Regions from separate parts of the Zea mays genome. Here region 1 is linked to region 2. Evidence: chromatin contacts called from public Hi-C data. All regions are on one chromosome and are shown on one strand. The core of a region is the stretch at or near the end of the contact, and the rest is flanking DNA. Distances in the headings are between cores, read along the strand shown. Region 1 holds the start of LOC100273480 (30S ribosomal protein S16-like). Region 2 holds the start of LOC103632950 (NAC domain-containing protein 92).

Region 1 (4,638 bases), core at 722-3,221, 180 kb before region 2:
GACTTAGCAATCACCAGCTCCATCGATGAGAGATTTGTGGACCAACATAAGGGTTGATCTCACAAAGATGCAAGCCACACTCCAGAAGGTTGAGCAAGGGCTGCTGCAAATCAAGGCAGCAGTGCAACATGAGCAACACCAGCTGGCGCTGTCCGCACGGCTCCGGACGTCGGCGGCTGTGGGCATACAAGTTGCTGCTCGTGGCTTCCTTGCACGACAGAAAGTGCGGGAGATGCGCCGGCAGATGCTCGAGGCAGCCTTGGTGACGGTTGACCTCGACACACGTCGGCGCGACCTCACCCTGTCGGACGGCCATCAGCAGTGGCACCAGGCCGCTATCTCGAAGTGCGAGCATGATACGTGTCCCGCGGGCGACGAACTTCAACTCTACGGCAGCGGCGGTAGGGAAGGCACTCACCTCGTCATCAACAAGGGCGCACTATTTAGCGCCACCACATTCCGCTACCGGCCGCCACTAGGGCGCCTCCACTGGTTATTGTTGCGACCTATTCCAGGTGCCTATCCATATGCTCCCCTTTCGTGCAGATGGCGTCCATGGGATCCAGGTGGCTGCACACGTGCGTGTACGCCTTATCTTATGGGGTAAAAAAATCAGATTCAGAATAATAAGATAAGCCGAGATGTAAAAGGCTTGTCTTCTAGGTGTTTGGTTTTGGGTCAAGTAAACTCGGTCTTTGAGCACCCGTTATGCGGCAGCTCGAGGGCGAGCTGCTTGTCCAGGAGGGGTGTAGTGTCAGGGCCTAAGGAGGTCCACGGAGGGGCTACGGTAGCAGCAGCCATGGGCCCTCAAGGGGGATTAGATAAGGATAGTTAGAGATAAGATTAGAAGATTAGTTGAGATTATTTAGGAGATTAGTTGAGATTATCTAGGAAGGTTATCAGTTAGTAGTTTGTTGAGAGTTTTTAGGAGATAATGATCTCTAGGTAGATAGGGGCAGCCAACCGGCCTATTTATGTAATCAATGGATGAGAAATAAAGCAGGCAAGAATTAGAAGGGACAAACCCTCCTCTTGCTCGACCGTGGGCACAGGCCCCCGGCCGGCGTTTCTGCCCATCGATATCCCTCTCCAATCCCTCACCGATCTATCGACCATAAAGGTTTAAGAGTATTTGGCTTACACATAGACTTCAGCTTCTATAATACAATTAATTTGTGCGATTTTTCTTAATTATCCTTAATGACTAGAGACAAGAATCGGTAGATCATGTAACTAATGACATGGTGGGTAATTTTTATGCAACTTTATGAGGTGTTTTCAAAGCACCTTTAGAGAAGTTTTAAAATTTTATGAGACTGGCTGCTAATTTCAGTTTTTTTGAACTAGAGCTGGACTGTTTGGATAGAAGAAACTGAAATGGACTTCAAATTCTTAAAGTGAGAGCGCTAATTTCAGTTTTTCTAAACTTAGAGCTCGTGAAGCTGGATCTGTTTGATAGAGAAGCTGAAATAGACTACAAATTTTTGAAGTGAACTCTCACGTGAAACTTACTTCACCCGGTCGAATTTCAGGCCCATCCTCTTGCCTCCATCCTTCCCTGCACACGACAACAAGGAAAAAAGATCCATCTTTCATCAGGTATTCAGTAACCAATAAAGCAGGCCAACAGCAGCAGCAGAAAATGGTTCTTGAGGCGGTAAATAAACGAATCAATCAATCTTAACGGGGAATAGAGGGGCTAGAGAGGAAGGAGGGCAGTAGCGTAACCCAACCTGGGAGCGGGTTATAGTAGCCGAGGACCTCGAGGTGCTTGCCGTCTCGAGGGGAGCGGCTATCGGCGGCCATCACCCGGTAGAAGGGCCGATTCCGGCACCCGAACCGCGCCAGACGGATCCGTACCACCATGGCTGTAGTTTCCTCGGTTTCCTTTCCTAGGCGGTGCCGGTGCCGGTGCCTCCGCCGCCGCCTTCTTTCCCACCTTCGGCAGCGGTGCTGTGGTGTGGGCGAAAGGGTTCAAGGGAGATGGGACGATGCCAACAGAATGGACTTCAATATGGCCTGGGCCCAGGCTTCCCAGTTACTTACGGTTGGGCCGGAAAGGAAGGTACCTATAGTTCCTATGCTAACTTTGGGCCCACTCAAACGTATTCCCAGTTTCTGCCCTTTTTCTAGTTTTGTGATTCTTTTGCATTGACAAAATTTCTGTATTACGAAATCAGGACTAAATTCTGGCCAGAGATTGGGCCATGTCGCCTCCATTTCTCAACCGTTCATGGTCAGCCCGTTCAACTGTAATGAACTAGTTTTTTATTTTTCCGGAGCCTTCTCAAATCCCGGTCCAGTCCATTATCCGCCCTGCCGCACAGGATAGAGGCCATGCGATGACGCGGCTGGTGGCACGGTGGTAAAAGTTGTTCGGTTCGAATTAAAGTTAGTTGATTGGAATGCTGCAGCTATAATCTGTATAGATAAAACACTATAGGAGTATTAAAGCCGGTATAAAGCCAAACGAGCAGACTGAAAGTTGCATATAGCTCAATAGGCGGCCACGGTGAGCGACAGAGCAGAGGCACTAGTCCTGGCTTAAGCAGCTTATCCATCATTATCTTTATATTCAAACTTCATTCTACAAAGAGTGTAATTTATAGTAATAAAACAATATTTTTGATTATTATATATGTGTCCTACTAAACACGGTCTAAAGTGTTGAAATTCGGGCCACTTATGTGTAACCCGATTCAATATGGTTGTGTTTGGTTGAATGTGTAAGGATAGATGGAGGAGCAGCCACATTTTCTATGATGTTTGAATGAGGATCACGCGGAAGCGAGGTGAACACCGGAACAATTTTCGGTGGCGGCGCGGTCCAAAAAATCGAGCGGACAGTGCCGCCCCCACCCCTCTCGCGGTCCCGAAAACTGGGATGGTCGCCCTCGCCTCTCTCGAGCAGTGACAGCTGACCACCATCCAAACAAAAACTAAGATGGTTCCATTTACGTTCATCCCTTCCACCAAACAAAAAAGTGGTGGCTGTTAGTTATGACACTGCCTAATCAGAGATGACTCTGCCTCATCCTACTTTGATCTTAAATCAAACACATCCTAAGAAAGCCAAGATGGTGTGTAGAGATGTCATAGGAGTTTAATCTCATATTACTTATCTAGTTAGGAGAGAACCAACTTATATGTGAATGTATTCACTAGTCTTTTATTTATGCATGATCGCGTCGTGACGTATTCTAAACAATACTTTAATTTTTTTTTGCCTTTTGTTTATTTGGTTTTCGAATACCACATCTAGATTGCCACGTCAACCGGGAGTAATGGACGCGCATGAGATCTCCAAGCGGTTGCACATATAGAGGTTTCAGGAGACGGTTCCTGGAATTTAGCAGATCGAATCTAGTCGAGGTTACCCTCTATTTAAGTAGACATCCGTTAGACGTGAGTGACATGCATACGCAAAACAGAACCGCTTCGTCTTCTCCATCTATATTCCTGCGCTGTCGCTTCTCTGCCCTGTCGTCCCTGCGTCTGTCATACGGCAGATCAAGAAAGAGCGGCGTCTCCGAACCGACGTCGACGATTTAATGACCTGCATGGGTGCCACTGAATCAGATTTCTAAGAAGTGTTTCGCGCACGTCCGCTTGTATTCCTCACCATCACTTGTGGAAAATATTGTAAGTAAAACTGTATTTTCAATTTATAGCGATTACAGTCGTATGGTTAAATCTATTGCCTTTTTTGAGTTAATCTTTTGAGTTAATCCAAATTTGTTCTGTTATAACGTTATGAATATTATTGTCGGGGACCATAATTAGGGGTACCCTCAAGACTCCTAAATCTCAGCTGGTAACCCCCATCAGCACAAAGCTGCAAAGGCCTGATGGGTGCGACTAAGTCAGGGATCGGTCCATTCGAGGGACGCGATCACGCCTCGCCCGAGCCTAGCCTCGGGCAAGGGCAGCCAACCCCGGAGGATCTACGTCTCGCCCGAGGACCCCCTCCAGCAACGGACACACCTTCGGCTCGCCCGAGGCCCAGTCTTCACCAATAAGCAACCTTGGCCAAATCGCCACGCCAACCGACCAAATCGCAGGGGCATTTAATGCAAAGGTGGCCTGACACCTTTATCCTGACGCGCGCCCTCCAGTTGACAGAGCCGAAGTGACCGTAGTCACTTCGCCGCTCCACTGACCGGCCTGACAAGAGGATAGCGCCGCCTGCGCCGCTCTGACTGTTGTGCCACTCGACAGAGTGAGGCTAACAGCAGCCAAGTCCGGCCCTAGGCGCCATGGGAAACTCCGCTTCGCTCGACCCCAGGGCTCGGACTCGGGCTCGGCCCCGGAAGACGACGAACTCCGCTTTGCCCGACCCCAGGGCTCGGACTCGGGCTCCGCCCCGGAAGACGACGAACTCCGCTTCGCCCGACCCCAGGGCTCGGACTCGGGCTCAGCCCCGGAAGACGACGAACTCCGCTTCGCCCGACCCCAGGGCTCGGACTCAGCCCTGGCATCAGCCGACGGTCTCCGCCTCGCCCGACCCAGGGGCTCGGATTCGACCTCGGCCTTGGAAGACAGACTCGACCTCGACCTCGGAGGAGCCTCCACCTCGCCCAACCCAGGGCACGGACCGACCACGTCAACAGGAGGCGCCATCATTACCCTGCCCCAAGC
Region 2 (4,432 bases), core at 1,929-4,428:
ACTACCAACCGGGTCATGGTCCTCCAGCTAACACGATTCAAGTAGTCCCAGTGTCCCACTAAGCATACATGAACTCTTGAGTTTGCTGAGCGTTAGGAATTACAAATATCATAACAAACTGTATGCACCATGTGCAAAAGAAAACGAAAATGCCCATTTTATTGTGCCACAAACAGCAACTAGCCATTTCTGTGCCAATGATTAAGGAAGACCAAAGAAAAAGACACCGCAAGATAGCTACAAAATGAACAACAGCGCAAGGGAATAATCCTAGAGTAGGCTTGTAGATGACTTGTGAAGTGATGAACAGTTTGTTGTTGCTGCTGCTGCAATTGTTTTCTACGGGTTGGTTGGGGTTAGAGGGAACCCAGGCCCGGCGCCCCTGCCGCTCCTCCTCTTATGGATACTTTGGCAACTCAAGGTGATTAACACAGGGAAGAAAAAAAAGGGGAGGGAATCTTATGTGCATCGTAATCTCCTCTATGCCTCGAGGGGAGACTTCACGGAGAGGTTATTTGTCTGCTCCCATTCAGAAACCTTCCCATGGGTGGGAGATTAGCATGCATACAGCTCCAACATGAACAAAGTTTCACAAGGGAGGATGGCAGATTGGCAGTCAGTTCCTCAAGCTCCCTCTGTTACGCGTCTGCCCTGATCTGACTTGTCGGCCTGTTGTGTTGTTTGGAAAATCATGATGTTGGTTTGACAATGCAATGAGGTTCTGAAAATATGTTTTGAGAAAAAAATATATACTGTATAAAATTAGAAATAAGAGTCCAATTCATGCAAAAGTTTGATTCAAGTAGCATCTAACAATATCCAAGCAATCTAATACATGCATCACTTCATCTCCATAAATAGATTCTAGACAGATAAAAAAGAATAAAAAAATATGAGCCTCTTCACTACCACTACCCAAAGTGAACATACTTGTGAAACCATACTTCGCTTCCACGAAACCCTTTGCATGTAACGCACAACAAAAAAACTTATCAATGAATATAATGTCCAAATAGGATGCTAAAACGACTAAAACATACCAAATTAGTAAGTTAACCTAAAAATTAAATTAGGATGGTAAAAGGACATGAAAGATGCTGCTCATCAAAGATGTTATTGAGTTGATGTGAAATTTAATCCTTCTGTTGCAGCAGTTCCTATACAGGTAGCTAGTAGTAGATATTCAAAACAAAAACCAGTATAAGCTCCTCCTAAGAGGCCATTATATCTAGTGTATACATATATGGATTATATTTGTAATAATCTAACTTATTTCGATTTAATTTAACAAACTAACTTATTGCATGCCGAAGAAAATTAAACTAACACCACGAAGCAGTAACAGAAGATAACTAACTACTAGACTGCTGAACACTTTACCAGTAGTAACAGAAGGACAGTAGTGTAAGTAGTTGCATTTTTTTAATAGCAAAAAAGCAATGATACAGAAGAAGCGTTTTCAGCAATTGCCCTAAGCCATCAATTGTAGTAGTGTATGTCTCTGGACAACATAACAGGCAGCAAAAAATATCCCTACCCTGTGAAGCAACACTTAGATCAAAGTTCTTCTCCACACTAAGCTATTCAGCGTTTCACCACTACAGTAAAACCACAAAATTCCAACGGTCGTATTATGTCCGACGGCCCCCTAAGCAACCGTCGGACATAACAACCATCGGACATAAGGTTATGTCCGACGGCCAACAGCGGCCGTCGAAAATAACAGAAAACAGCCGACGGCTGTCAGACTGGCTGTCGGACATAACCTTATGTCCGACGGTTGTACCCACTGGCCGTCGGACATAAGCTTATGTCCGACGGCCTCCTAGGTGCCGTCGGAAATAAAGAGTTTTAACCGTCCCCGCCCGAGCGCGCATCGTTTCATTCTAACGCGCGCATATGCAGCCAAGCCGCCGCCGCCGCCGTCGCCGTGACGCCGTCGCCGTGCCGCCGCCGCCGCCCAAGCATAGCCCGTGCCCGACGACCTCCCCTCCTGCCCCGACGCGCAGTCCGAGCACGACACCACCGAAGCCACCCCGACGAAGCCCGACGCCACCGGAGCCGCCCTGACGCAGCCCGCGGCCGCCGGAGCCTCTGCCCCCGTCCCCAACGCCACCGGCGCCCGCCCCGACCCCGCCGGAGCTCGCTTCACCGGTTCATCGTCCGGCAAAGTGAGCAATTTTAAAAATTTTAGTATAATTTTGTGTATAAATATTCATTGTTTGCTAGTAGCAATGTTTAGTTTTGTTATGTCCGACGGCTTAATTTAATTATACAATTAAATTAGCTTGTTTTAATTTATTTATTAGTGGCTATATAATTTAAACTTTTAATTTCCGAGGGTAATTATTAAGCCCTCGGAAATAAGGTTGTTTTATTTGATTTAGGGTCCCGTGAAATGATTTTTTGTAGTGCTATTGTATTAGTTTGGTTAATTAGTGGCTATTGTATTAGTGTGGTTAATTAGTAATCATAACTAATTAAGTTAACGAAACCTAGGCGTCATTGCCGTCGGAGATAAGGCATTGCCGTCGGAGATAACTTATTTCCGACGGTTTGAACCTTATGTCCGACGGTTTTGGCCGTCGGACGTTGTTCCGTTTACTGTAGTGCACCTCTGGCAAGCACGCGGTAAGTTTTGTGCTGCAAATATATTAAAACAAAAAAAAAATGAAATTTTGCAAAAGAAGTCATGCATGTATGACTAGCTAGCCTCTAGCCTTCATGACCCTCCTCATCAGCCATTGATGTTTATTTTTGAACTAGGCTAGTCTAGCCGTTGATGTTTATTTTTGAACACACGGCCGGCGAGCTGAGCTGTATATATAAATAGAATGCAACTGTTAGCTGTAAGCGTGCATTGAGATGCATATATGGGTACAGCTCAATCGATGCTATGAAACAGTACGTGTGTTTAACCAATCACTTATATATCTCATAGTCAAATTGACTAGCTAAGCAACAGATAAATGACGTGGCGTACTGCACACTACTGGCGAGTACGTACGGTCGGTCATATCCCTGGGCACAGACACTGTTGCGATGAAGATGACCCGGCGAGTTGAAAGATACAGCGGCTAGCGCGTGGAACAAGACGCGCGCGACATGCGACGACGCACACACCCGGCTGCCAGCAGCTTCTAGCTCACGAGACCCCCCTGGCCCCTAGCTAGTAGGTAAAAGCTTCTCCGAGGCGTCTCTCTCGCCAAGCCCTCATGGCCCGCCCCCCTATATCTCTGCCCGCGCGCTTGCGTGAAAACTGAAAAGAACACCGTACCGCCCCCAAGTGCTTCAGAGAGGCCGGCCGGCCGGCAAAGAAGTTAATTTAGCTGAGCGAGCTCTCGACCTCTCGTGCCGTGTGTGCAGTGTGTTCTTCTTCCTCCTCCTGTCGTCGCCTAGAGCTAGCTCTTTATCAAATTAAACACTTTTTGTCAAATCAGTTCGTTCTGGAATCCGTTATAGTTGCCTGCTGCCGTCCTCTTCAAGTAGTGCAACAAGAAACAGGGAGCTTTCTTTATCTTTTCTAGCAGTTGGATAGGGTTAGGGTTTTCCGTTCTGGCCTTATAGATCATCGGTCCCGATTGATCTGGGTAAGTGATCGAGTAGTAGTAGTATGGAAGCGTCAGTAGGAGCAGCTGGTGGTGGAGGGGGGAAGTCGAAGAAGGAGGAGGAGAGCCTGCCGCCGGGCTTCAGGTTCCACCCGACGGACGAGGAGCTCATCACGTACTACCTGCGGCAGAAGATCGCCGACGCCAGCTTCACGGCGAGGGCCATCGCCGAGGTCGACCTCAACAAGTGCGAGCCATGGGATCTCCCGGGTAAGGATCGGAGGAAACCAACTGTATATATATGTACACGCACATGCATGCATACAGCATACTCAGTTCGTCAGTTATTCACGATCAAATCTCAATTAATAAACTCCACCAATGATTCATCGCCAATTTTTATAACGGGGGGCAAGACCTTTGACTTAAATTATATTACAAGAGGTAAAAAGAGAAATTAGAGGAACCACAATTCATCATCAAATTAAAAGCTATGGTTTTTTTCTTAACAATAACATCCGCGTTTTATCCACTTCAAAAAAAAAACATCCGCGTTTTACCAATCTACTACAAGTAAAAAAAAAATCTTTTCTCTTTCTAATTTAAGGTCGCTTACCTTTTTAGGGATAGCAGGAAGAACTACATGCACATACGCGTAAATCCATGCATCTAATAGTATCATCATGTTATTGTTTTCTAGCTTGTGTTATCCAGCTATCCACTAATCCAATGTACGTGTAGATGTGGGCATCGTTAATTTCCATGCGTCTGCCTTACTCGTGGGAGGAATTTTCTAATTATCATGCTTTTGGTGCAAGTTTTTCAAAAGTTAGAATAAAAAGGCTCAAACCACCACTGCACCTCTCGTTAAATTATAATGAATG

The links. Hi-C and Micro-C count contacts between places; a contact is called where the count stands out from the background.
Region 1: a Hi-C map of ear shows a contact between it and region 2, with 2.6 times the contacts expected there. The contact joins the promoter of LOC100273480 here to the promoter of LOC103632950 in region 2. A contact is called at or near these places in 2 of 25 Hi-C or Micro-C datasets (ear and tassel).

What each region holds. Positions count from the first base shown.
Region 1 is chr7:140,283,366-140,288,003 of Zm-B73-REFERENCE-NAM-5.0, reverse strand. LOC100273480 (30S ribosomal protein S16-like) reads right to left here and starts at 1,971. Exons shown (of 3, transcript NM_001147917.1): 1 at 1,734-1,971; 2 at 1,513-1,558. The coding sequence starts at 1,866. It overlaps LOC109940781 (a long non-coding RNA gene), which reads right to left and starts at 1,506. Exons shown (of 2, transcript XR_002263482.2): 1 at 1,288-1,506.
Region 2 is chr7:140,102,232-140,106,663 of Zm-B73-REFERENCE-NAM-5.0, reverse strand. It overlaps LOC103632950 (NAC domain-containing protein 92), which reads left to right and starts at 3,178. Exons shown (of 3, transcript XM_008654658.4): 1 at 3,178-3,818. The coding sequence starts at 3,614.